Regions from separate parts of the Sus scrofa genome. Here region 1 is linked to region 2. A link is a contact called in public Hi-C data. All regions are on one chromosome and are shown on one strand. Each heading gives the region's core, a stretch centred on a gene start, on an enhancer-like site or on the middle of the called end of the contact. The rest is flanking DNA. Distances are from core to core; before and after follow the strand shown. Region 1 has its middle 19 kb from the start of LRRC8B. Region 2 has its middle 39 kb from the start of LRRC8D.

Region 1 (5,887 bases), core at 2,887-5,386, 230 kb before region 2:
ACAAGGGCCACCTGTCTTTGTCTCCTTTTGTTTTGTTTCTGCTGCTTAGAGTAGAGTGCAGGAAGAGAGAAGTAAACTAAAGGAATAAAAAGAAAGAAAGAAAAAAAGGAGCCATGATTCACTTAAATTGAAAGTTTTTAGCTTCCCGGGATGGCACATGATCCTAAAATTAAGAAATGACTCCTAAACAGGCACAAATCCAGGCTGTTGCCAGGGGAGAGATGGGTCAAGTGTGAGTCCAAGGATGTGACTGAAGAGTCTCCTGTTTGGACCTCAGGATCCTTAGAGGCGGCTCCTCAGAGTGAGAACAGGTCGGGAAAAGACTCTGGGAGGAGATGGACCGTCTGCATCACAGATGCTCTCGTCAAACAATGAGGCCTCGGGTAGGTTAGCCTTGTTCTCAGTCTTCTCCGAAAAAACCAAGGAAGAGAGAGGGCTCCTTGCAAAGGCTTTGTAGCTGTGCCTTTGGGGTTCAACTTAATAAAATTCACGATGTTTTTAAAAGAATGACACAGTCAGAAATGTTTGCTCGCTTGGCCTGAAAGAGACAGACACCGTCCAATTTGAAGAGCGGCCTTTGGACGCAAAATTCCACTGGACAGAAGCAGGCTGAGAAAACTGCTCAGTGGCGTGGCAGACACACTATCTTTGGTGGAAAACGACGGATGACTCAGAGGGCAATGCCAGGAACCAGAGAAAGGCATCGAGGGCTGGGAGCAGGTATTCCCAGGCCTGGAGACAGAATCAAGGCGATTCCCACATGTCTGGGTTTTGCGGCGGCTCCGATCCCCGCCTCCCAGCCCCCCCATCTTGCACAGGAATGTCTAGAGCAGTTATCCTGTGCCGTCCACCCCAGTGTTCACTGGGTGGGTCGAGAGGAACGGATCTTGTCTCTTTAGTTCACAAATGCGCAGATCTAGGGAACTGTCCTTGAGTCACTCTACCCAAGAAGAGACACACAAGGAGCCCCATCCACCCAGACCTGAGGTAGAAGAGGAGATTCCGGGCTCTAGGCGGACGCTGCGGTGGGGGCCACGGCAGGACGTAAGAGCAGGTAAGGAACTAGATGAGTGGGTGGGGGGCACACAGCAGTAAGCAGCTTCCTCGACTCCCCAGAGAGCCCCCCTTCCCGTATCCGACCTCTGTGAAGTCCCCACCCATTCTGTACCCGGGTTGGTCCCTGGGACCAAGAGCATATGGCAGAGGTGATAGTGTGTTTCTTCCAAAATGAGATGATAAAGCAGTAAAGCTTCTGTCCTGGGAACGGTTCTCCTCCTGTCTCCCCCACTCCCTGCTCCCACTCTCCCTCTGCCCCCCCCACCCCATTCCTCTTTGTCCCTTCAGCCACTCACCCCAGGGTGAGTCACGAGCAGTCCCGAGGAAGACCCATACTGAGAGTAACTGAAGCCTCTTGCCAGCAGCCGGAGCCGTGAGCCAAGCCGGTTCTCCAGACCCCGCCCGCTGAGACTCAGGTGACTCCAGCCTGGCAGACCGGGACTGAAGCCACATGAGAAACTTTCAACACCACCACCCACCTGCGCTTTCCACAGATGTATGACCCCCCGAAACTGTGAAACAATAAATAAGGGTGTTGTTTTCAGCTGGTGAGCTTCGAGATTGCTTTGAACTTAGCACTAGATGAGAAATACACTGACATATGCTGAGTCAGATGGACACATTTCATAGAAGCATACATGAACCACAGACTGGGACTCTCCTGGTTTTCCAGGTTTTGGGGAATTTTTTTCTAAAAAAGATCTTCCAAAAATAGATGATGTGCCTTTCCTACCATTTCTGATGTAACTCTCTGACTTTCCACGGCTAACAAAACCAAAAGGATAATTCAGTCCAAAAGTTCCCTTGGCTCCTTTCTTTTTCTCCATATAACAGAGACTCACCAAGGACTGTGAAATCAAGAAATCCTATCGCGGAATCCAGAGGTCACTCCTCCCACCAGCAGACTGGACAGAACCTGCGATTCTAGGTCATTTCAAGGACACATCTGTGGAGATGCTGTGGCAAGAGATGGGGCGTGGTAGAAAGTAACCACTGGCATTTATAAATCCTTTGTTTTAAGAATGGTTTGTAAGTTGTTTTAAACAGATTCCATCCTTACTAATTAGCATAAGAGTGGTTTCCGCATCTTACTGATAAGGAGCCTGGGAAACTGCTGCTCACCCACTTACTGCCAGAGCCAAATAGAAATACCTATATCTGCTTGACTTAAATTTAATAAACATTTATCGAGGTTCCTCAATATCCCAAGTACTATTCCAAATTTTGTCCTTGTGCTTTGGCAGGTACCAAAAACACAAGGAAAACATAGGTATGTGTCCACATTCTCCAGGATCTTAAAGTCTAGTACGTGTCAACGCAACATGTCTTGAGCAATGATGTCGCGGGAAGGGGACCCCTTCCAGGACCGAGCGTGGGCTCTCATCTAACGCTCGGAAGTGAACGTCCCAGGAGACGCACGTGCTGATGAGGTAAGAGACTCTATTGGGACTGGACACCCGGTGAGCGCAGCAGGGGAGGGAACCCAGGAGAGCCGCTCTGCCACGTGGCTCGCTCGGCTCGTGCTCTCGGGTTTTATGGGAATGGGGTCAATTTCAGAGTTGCCTCTGCCCAGGGGCCTTGCTCAGCCTGGTCTGGCTCAGGGTCCTTCTGACGCTGTGCACACACCTCTCAGCCAAATGGATGCCAGCGCCAAGGACCCTAGGAGGCGGTGGTCTCCTCTTCCCACGGCCCCTCCCAAACCCCCAGTTAGTCTTCAGGACCGCACCGTGTTCCTTAGCAGGGCCTCCTGTTGTGAGACCACTCATGCCAGTGGCTGCTACCGAGCCTGGCCAAGGTGGGCACTTCCATCAGCAGCCCCCGAACAACGATAGAGGTGATTTAGCAAGACCTGTGGAAGCAACGGGGAGGGGCACTTCCCCAGTTCTCTTATGATCACGTTGACTGGGGGGAAAAAATGCACAGCCTAAAAGTCAAAAGTTATGTTTTATTTGGTGGACAACTCTGAGGACTTAAGCCTGGGACACAGCACCTCAGATAAGTCTGAATGCAGCTCGGGGAGGGGGCGGGTGTGCGGGATGTATGCGAGTTTTGCAACAAAGACCAGGTAATCCAAACATCATAAATTGCTGAAAGTTAAAAACAACTGGATGCCTCGGGTTAGGAAATGGACTGTTTTTCTGTGCATGGAGAGATGCAGCAGTCCGGGCTCACCGAAATCTTTCCTTTGCTGGGCACCCAGCTCTCTGGGCCAGCATCCTGTGCCTCCTCATCCTGAGTCTCTTGGGGTGCCCTGGCGGGGGTGGCTGCCACCACTGACTGCTGGATGGCGGGCATTCTGTTCCAGCCGCGCTCCCTCAGGGCTCACCACTGGGGAGGCTGTAAGGAGATGGCCTGACGGCTGCAACATCCTTTGTTTACTGATAGGGGAGGCTGCATTTTTCATTCACAATCAAGAGCTGCCTGGGTGTGGAACTCTAAGAATAAATAAGGATCCTTATTTTTCCCACTGATTTTACAGTCCCATGAGCTCTCAATTCCCTGTATTCTCAACATAAATGATTGAGACACTCATTTGACTGATACATTTTGTGTGCCGATGATATAGGACATCGAATTGGAAATTTTGTCTCGTGCATCACAACACAACAGAGGTTTAATTCCAACGTGAGCTGCCAGACCGCATATACATTTTCAAACAAAATGATGAGACCCAGTCTTGGTACCTTTAAAACCTCTGCCCAGGTTATAATGCTATTAAAGGTTGTGAGCAGACCGAGAGGGTGGAATTATCAAGAAATGGTACCTATTGAAAAGAGCTTTGACCTTTGCTCCAATGAGGCGAGGACCTCCTGAAGGAGACTTTGGGAGGCTCCGTCTGTGCTCCCTGCTGTTGTGGAAATAAGCTGGGCTGGGCTGTAACAAGGCCGAGGACTGTGGCCTGGTGCGATGGCCACTGGCCTGAGGTATCAGGCAGCGACATCCCTAGAACTTGCCGCTGCTGGCTCATCAACAGATGGATGGACGGTAGGCGCTCATCCTGGAATTATTTCAGAAGTGCTCCCATCTGTTCAAATAGGGCTTTGCCGAGAGGGCAAGAGGTCCCAGCAGAGCCTGGGCTTGGGGTGCACTCCTGCCAACCCAGATGCTAAGAGGAGCCGGTGGTCAGTGGACGAGGGGCATGGCCCACTCTTCAATGGTTGAGGTCAGAGGGGCCCCCCAGGTGACCTGTCAGAGAATCTAGGATGGTCCCAGAGAGGAAGTCGGCTTTAAACATCAGCCAGGTCCAGGGAGGAAAGAGACAGAATGAAAGTACTGGTTAAGTGGGAGTTCCCTGGTGGGCTAGTGGTTAGGATTCGGTGCTTTCACCACCTGCGACCTGGGTTCAACCCCTGGTCCAGGAACTGAGATCCCACATCAAGCTGCAGTACACCGTGGCCAAAAAAAGGAAGACTCGTTAGGTAAGAACTTTCTGGTACCTTTCTCCTTGTCCCTCTGCGACTGCTTATAAGGGACGAGCAACCCATAGTCCCTCCCTGAGAAGGCTGCAAGGAGGCAGCTAGGGACACAAGGGCAGAGGAGAAGGGGAGGATTCTCTCCTCCAAATGAAAACTGAACTTGAGCCTAGACAGCCTAATTTCCGCGTCGAGCTCTGTTGTGCAAGTTAAAGCAACCATGGGACTTTCTGTTGTTAAATCCCCTTGAGCTTTTATCCAGCAGCAGGAAAAACATTTATCTTGTTGAAGACACTTTAAAATGACAGTGGGAGGCAAAAACAAAATTGCTGTTATTCTTACATCCTTCAAACGATGCTTATTCAATAGACCGGTTCTATTTATTATGGTGGCAATATCCTCCAGGCTAGATTACAGAGAAAACACAGGAATTTAAATGGAAAACTGCATTGCAATCACGAAGAGGTATGATTATAAATAATAGCCACAATGCCTTACATTTAAAAAGACTTTTAAACAAACTTAAACATCAGCTGTGCATCTATTTTTCATCATCTCTGTGAAACCTCACAGTAGGAACCGAATAAGATATTAAACACCATATCAGGATATCTATACATACGTAGCCATCTCACCTCTCGAGGTTTATAGGTCGAATCTATACTCATAAAATAATAGATTTATAAAGGATGCAGTTCAGCCTGGTTCCGTATCTCTACAGCTCTCCCCACCCAGAATCACTGGGTCTGGATCCAGGTCCCTGGGCCCCAGCCCCACGTCTCCAAACTCCACGTGGCTCCCCTTATTCTGAATCTGATGCTGAGGCAGGGCCCCTCTTCTGGTATCTGGAGCTTCGCTGCATTCCCAAGTTTGGGCGTCTCCCTCCGAGTCTTACGGTTGGCTTCTGCTCATCTCCAAAATTTGGATCACTTGCTATATTGCAGTTTATTCCCAGGACTTCCTCTAAAGGTCCCTTCCAAAGACTTGGAGGCCCGTCCTAGGATTCGGCCTGGGGAACCGAGCCTTCCTACCCCTTGACAAATCTCCCAGTCTTCACAGCCACGTCTTGCTCAAGCGCCTGAACTCCCGGCTACACCACCTTCAATTCTGTTACCTACTATTTGCGTGATTGAATCTGACCGAGCCCTCAGAAAGTCAGAAATCACGCTTACCTGACAGCCTAAACCTCCAGCCCAGGACAGGAATCCAGTGGCAGCTCCTCTGTGGGTGGGTTTACAGCCAGTCCTGGCCCTCCCATGAGTCTCTTCTCATGGAAAGAATTGACATGCTCTACCAAATTCCAAGAAGAGTAACAGTTAACATTTATGAATATGGTACTAAGTTCCGGTCACTGCATGAAGATTGTATTACTCTGTTTATTCCTTACAAGAGCTCCACGAGGTAAGTACTGTTGCTTT
Region 2 (5,854 bases), core at 1,186-3,685:
AAAAATTGAGAACTCCCACTGCTGTTCATTCTAGCAAACTATCAAGAAGAGCCACATTAGACATAAAACTACCTGGGACTGCGCCAACTCGTGCCCTGAAGGGGCAAGCATACAACAGGGAATATTTATTTATTTATTTATTTATTTATTTATTTATTTATTTTTTGGTCTTTTTGCTATTTTTTGGGCCGCTCCCGCGGCATATGGAGGTTCCCAGGCTAGGGGTCAAATCGGAGCTGTAGCCCCCGGCCTACGCCAGAGCCACAGCAACGTGGGATCCGAGCCGCATCTGCAACCTACACCACAGCTCACAGCAACGCCAGATCGTTAACCCACTGAGCAAGGGCAGGGACCGAACCCGCAACCTCATGGTTCCTAGTCGGATTCGTTAACCACTGCGCCACGACGGGAACTCCAACAGGGAATATTTAAACAAACAGCAAACAGGAAGTGTTCTGACAAATTTCTGAGAAGAAGAGACTGCTCTCGAGATTTATTAGGGTGCGGGTAAAGCGATGAAGTGTGCCCTTCCTGCTGCGCGTGCACACACACACACACACACACACACACACACACGTATACAAGTGTAAGGAGAATGTTCTGTCTATGGAGAGATTTGGAAAAAGATCTTGGAGTTCCCGCAGTGGTGTCTCTGCAGCCGTGAATGCAGGTTCGATCCCCAGCTCAGCACAGTGGGTTAAGGATCTGGCATTGCTGCAGCTGCGGCTCAGGTCACAACTGCAGCTCAGATCTGATCCCTGGCCTGGGAACTCCATATGCCACGGGGCAGCCAAAAAAGGGGAAAAAAGAAAGAAAGGTGTCACAGCCCTGTGTGAGAGGGCCCTGTCCCCTCTGGGGATGGGTCCCCAGGGGCTGTGAGGGCCCTGATCTCTGAATGCAGGACAGGCACGGGGGCGCTCTCTCCCCAGCGGAACCCGGGTCTGGAAGCCTGCTGAGTCGAGCCTGTGGGATACCCCCACACACACCCACATACGGCCCCCAGCGTTGTGAGGGGGCAGCCCGCCTAGGGGCCTCTGGCATCCCCTTCCACCCCCATCCTTCCCACCCACTTGCACAGAAATACACACACAGGTCTGGAAACAGAAGCAGCTCCTTCTCAGGCATCCAGCAAATAGCCTGCGCCTCTGCCTCCACGGTCCCGCTTCCAAACCACTGCGGGGCGCAGAGGTGAGCCCAGGACCAAGCCAGGTGACTAAGCGCAGACATGGGTCAGAGCCGGGGCCATCTGAGCAGCTGCTGAGTAAGAGGGCTGTGACCTCATCTCTGGGAAACCGGGACCGGGGCCAGCCTGACAAAGACAATGAGCAAACCGCCCAGGGGACCGTGAGGCAGGTCATGGTCAGCCCATCAAAAAGCCAAGCGGCCCCCCGGTAAGACCCAGAGCAGCACAAAGAGATGCCGGCCCGGCGGGGTCCCCACCATCTGGGCCCGGGTCGGAGGCTCTTCTCCTGACCCAGGCGCCTGGGCTTCTGGTGGCTTTTCCTGCCGCGGGGACCGCCAGCCCTCCACACCACCTGGTCCCTGGGTTTTCCATGCTTGGCCCGTTTGCTTCTATTGCATGACCTCTTTGTCAACACTGATAGCAGCTCATTAGAGCTGAAGCCCAGACTCCAGTTCACTTCCGTTCACCTCATTATTTCTTTCTTTTTTGGGCCAAAGCCAAGCAACAAACATTCACATTCTCCCTGCAGGGCAGGCGCACAGACCCAGGCGACATGCTCACAGGCGCACGCTCACATGCACACTCGCATGCACACTCACACTCTGCACCCACAGGTGTACACACTCACCCACGCACACACGTATGCACACGTGTACTCACTTCTACACACACTCACACATATGCATCCACACGTGTGCACACCCACACCCACATGTGTAATCACTTCTATACATACAGATATGCACCCGCACGTGTGCACACGCACTCACCCACCCCCACACACATGCACACTGTGTTTGCACTTCCATACACACTCACACTCTACATGTGTGCACGCACTCACACTCAGCCATACATAAATTCAGACACACACCTCAACCCTGGGGCAGGAAGATGAACATGACTGCTGGCCCAGTTGAGCGGCCAGGACAAGCCGGGGAATGACGTTCAGAATCTCCGGAGCCCCGAGCCCCGGGCCAGGGCCCGCCAAGGGCCGCCGATGGGGTTTTGCAGGCAGCTGCCCCGCTCCCGCCCTCTGCTCCCGCGCCTGCGCTCGGTACTGCCCCGCTCCATCTTGGGCCCCGTTTCCAGCGCTGTCAATCAAGTGGGAGCCCTTCCAAGTTTCCGTGTCAGTGATGATCAACCGTTCTAAACCCCAGCTCCCCCAGGCGCTCCGGGCCAGCCTGACCGGGACGTGAAACTGCAGAGCCGCCCTCCCCGGGGCGCGGCCGGCGAGGCGGGGACGCCCTCTAGCGGCCGTGGCTGGTGTGGCAATGGACTTTGAGGGCGCGGGGACCCGGGCGTCCGCTCTCCGGGAGGACTCGGAGGGAACACGAGGTCAAAACCCTGGGCAGCCTCACTCCGCCCTCCCGATCGCCCCCAAAGCTCCCGAGGCACCACGTCCTCTCCGGCCGCACTTCCCAACAGCTCTCCGGCTGCCGCCAGCCCAGCTCCGGCCTCGTCACCGTCCCCGGGCGGAGCTCTGCGGCAGGGAGGGTCCCCTCCCGGCTTCTCGGCTCCATCTCCTGGGTCCGGTCCCTTCCACCCTCGCTGCCAGACCCGCGCTCCAGACGTTCGTCGTCCTCTGCTGTGTTCTGTGAGAGTCTTCCTCGCTTCCCGCCGTCGAAAGCGCTGAGCCTCAAAAGGGGGGCGCCCCTCCTGGAGAGGCACCGGCTCTGGACAGGGGAAGGCGGGTCCACATGGGGGGGCGGGGGGCGGTGTGGACGCTCTTCCCCCAGACTGGCTCGGGCTGAACCACTCTTCCTGGGGTGCATTGTCTTGGGGATGGAGGACACAAGTCCTCCCGGCAAAAGTGCAATCATCTCGGCCGTAATCTGACCTCCAGTTTCCCTTCTAGCCTTCGCACTACAGCACTACGTCGCGGTGAAGGGCTGGGACTGGACTGTCTGGGTCAGAACCCCAGGTCTACAGCTTACTAGCTTTGTCACTGCAGGGTTTTACCTTCTTTACAAAGCTGTTGAGGAGATAGTGAATGAGATCAACCAGCGCTTTTTTTAAATTTTATTTTAGGGGTGCACCTTTGGCATATGGAGGTTCCCAGGCCAGGGGTCCAATCGGAGCTGTAGCTGTCAGTCTACACCACAGCCACAGCAACGCCAGATCCAAGCCACATCTGCAACCTACACCACAGCTCACGGCAACGCCGGATCCTTAACCCACTGAGGGAGGCCAGGGATCGAACCCAAGTCCTCATGAATTCTAGTTGGATTCGTTAGCACTGAGCCACAACGGGAACTCCTGCACTTCAGCTCTCGACACTGGATTGACCTGGAGTGTCTTCTGTCTCCTGATACCGAGACCTCACTGTTGTCCCAAGCCCGGCTCAAATCTCACCTGCTTAGGGACTGACACGCTCCTATTGGACCTGTCCCTTCACACATCCTGTATCGTGAGCGGAAACAAATACCTTCTGTTTTTAATTCTATCAGTGTAGTTGATTTACAATGTTCTGTCAACTTCTGCTGTGCGGCGGTTACCCAGTCATACATATATGTATACATACCTTCTTAAACATACACACTCTGCGGCAGTGTACCATATAAGTCAACATACTGATCTCTAGTACAGTATTTTGTTTATTGTTTTTGTTTCTTGTCAAAATGTTTACGACCATTTTGAAAAATTAAGAAAAATCCTTGTAATGTGTATTCATGTGTTACTGGCTTAGTTACTTGATTTTTTTTTACATTTTCCTTCTCGCCATAGGTGGATTGCAAATGCCATGGGGACAAGAGCTCGGTTTTATATTCTCCATAGACCATGTCTAACGTAATACCTTCACCATATTAGCTACTGGTGAACACTGCCTTCATTTAATTAATAAGCAAGTGCATCTTTTATAACAACAATAAGGTATGTGTTTGTCTCTTGAGGCGATTTTCCAGTCATCATCTTATGCATCCCTGAGAGAAAAGCAAAGCTTAGGCCTCGTTCATGAGGATTTCCTTGTTGGCACAAAATCCTGCAAGCACGTTGTGGTATTCATGCTTAAGGTATATCCCCATAACAAATGGAAAATGATTGGCGTCCAAAAGGGCAGGGGGTAAATTTTTTTAAGTATGCTTGTTCCATGTTTATCCACAACTTTTTTTGGACTTTAGCCTATAAATTTAATTCTGCACCGAGTCTAAAACACTGTTACTATAAATTTCAAAAATAATTGGTATCCCATGAGGAGATGTCACTGCATATCTAGTAGAATGGCTCAAACAAAAAGTGAAATGGACAATATCAAGGGCTGATGAGGACGCAGAGAGCCACCGTAACTCTCATACGGTGTTGGCAGACCTGCCAAATGGGGCAGTTACTTTAGAAAGCAATCTGGCAGGTGCTTATAAAGGTAAACAAACAATAAGCATGTAAACCAGCAAACCCATGCCGAGATTTTTACCCTGGAAAAATACAAAATGCAGTTATGCTCATACTCCCAAAAAAAAACCCAAAACTATAGACTAAAGGTTAGAGTCTATAAGGATAAAGAACAGATCAGTGGTTGCCAGGAATCAGGGGTGGGGTAGTGTTTGCCTAAGATGCAGCAGAAGAGCAGTGGCGGGGGGACAGAAATATTCTGATTGTGGTAGCGGTTTGCACAAATCTATGCATGTGTTAAAACTCACAGGTCTATATACCAAACAAAAAAAAGTGAAGTATACTGTACATAAATACAAAAATAAAAGTTTTTTCAAAAACCTCAGAAGCAAATATGTGCTTTAATTTCAGCAAGTACAGGACAAAGTGAATGCTGTCGTTAATTAAAGACATTGATCACCTATCAGGTACAAGGCAGGGGTGAGCCCGGCAAAAGGGAAAACCAGAAACCAGTGATAAAGCAGGTGTGAGAGCACTAGCGCCGAGCGCTGCTAGAGCTAAGGTTTGGACGCTGGGTCTATCTCTTAATGAAATACGCGTCCTTAGGGACATTGCTCTGTGTCTTTGAGCTTTTTCATTTATGAAGATAATGAAACGGAGAGTGTGGGTCATTATCGCCATCACAGTACTGCTTACACTCAAGCTGGTGATGCCAAGAACAACGGTGGCCTCCCTTCATGATCGAGCCAGCCTCTCACCGGTCTGGACACGCCAGCACCTGGTGCAGCAGCTTTACTAACTGGTCTTCCTGCGCCCACCCCCCAGTCTAGTCTCAACCCAGCAACCAGACTGATCTCTTTAAAATGTAAGTCAATGGAGTTCTCGTCGTGGTGCAGCAGAAACGAATCTGACCTATTATCCATGAGGACGCAGGTTCGATCCCTGGCCTTGCTCTGTGGGTGAAGGACCCAGCGTTGCCGTGGGCTGTGGTGTAGGTTGCAGACGCAGCTTGGATCTGGTGTGGCTGTGGCTGTGGTGTAGGCCGGCAGCTACAGCTTCAATTCGCCCCCTAGCCTGAGAATCTCCATATGCCGCAGGTCCAGCCTTAAAAAGACCAAAAAACAAACAACAACAACAAAAAAGGAAGGCAGTTTTGTCACTCATCTGCTCAAAATCCTGCTGTGGCTCCCCATCCTGCTCAGAGTAAAAGCCAGAGTCCTTCCCGTGCCCTGCGCGCCCTGCCTGCTCTGTCTGCCTCTCTCGTTTTACCTTCTGTGGCTTCTCCCCTCTGCTACCTCCCGCTGGCTCTGCTACCTCCCGCTCAGACCTGTGGCCTTGACC

The links. A called contact is a pair of places that touch in the nucleus more often than the background predicts.
Region 1: a contact with region 2 is called in a Hi-C map of omental adipose tissue, with 2.0 times the contacts expected there. The contact joins two enhancer-like sites. A contact is called at or near these places in 18 of 47 Hi-C or Micro-C datasets (adipocytes, alveolar macrophages, blood and 11 more) and 1 of 2 datasets of contacts at active chromatin or transcription factors (alveolar macrophages).

The regions. Positions count from the first base shown.
Region 1 is chr4:127,152,285-127,158,171 of Sscrofa11.1, reverse strand. It overlaps the pseudogene LOC106510236. Among named protein-coding and RNA genes, the nearest start is that of LRRC8B, 19 kb to the right of the region's middle. Within about 2 kb of position 4,136, at least 4 of the 83 cell types and tissues checked have an H3K27ac peak or open chromatin away from gene starts, as enhancers often do. A contact at or near this core is called in omental adipose tissue, where this site is marked.
Region 2 is chr4:126,919,337-126,925,190 of Sscrofa11.1, reverse strand. No RefSeq gene overlaps it. Among named protein-coding and RNA genes, the nearest start is that of LRRC8D, 39 kb to the right of the region's middle. Within about 2 kb of position 2,435, at least 39 of the 83 cell types and tissues checked have an H3K27ac peak or open chromatin away from gene starts, as enhancers often do. A contact at or near this core is called in omental adipose tissue, where this site is marked.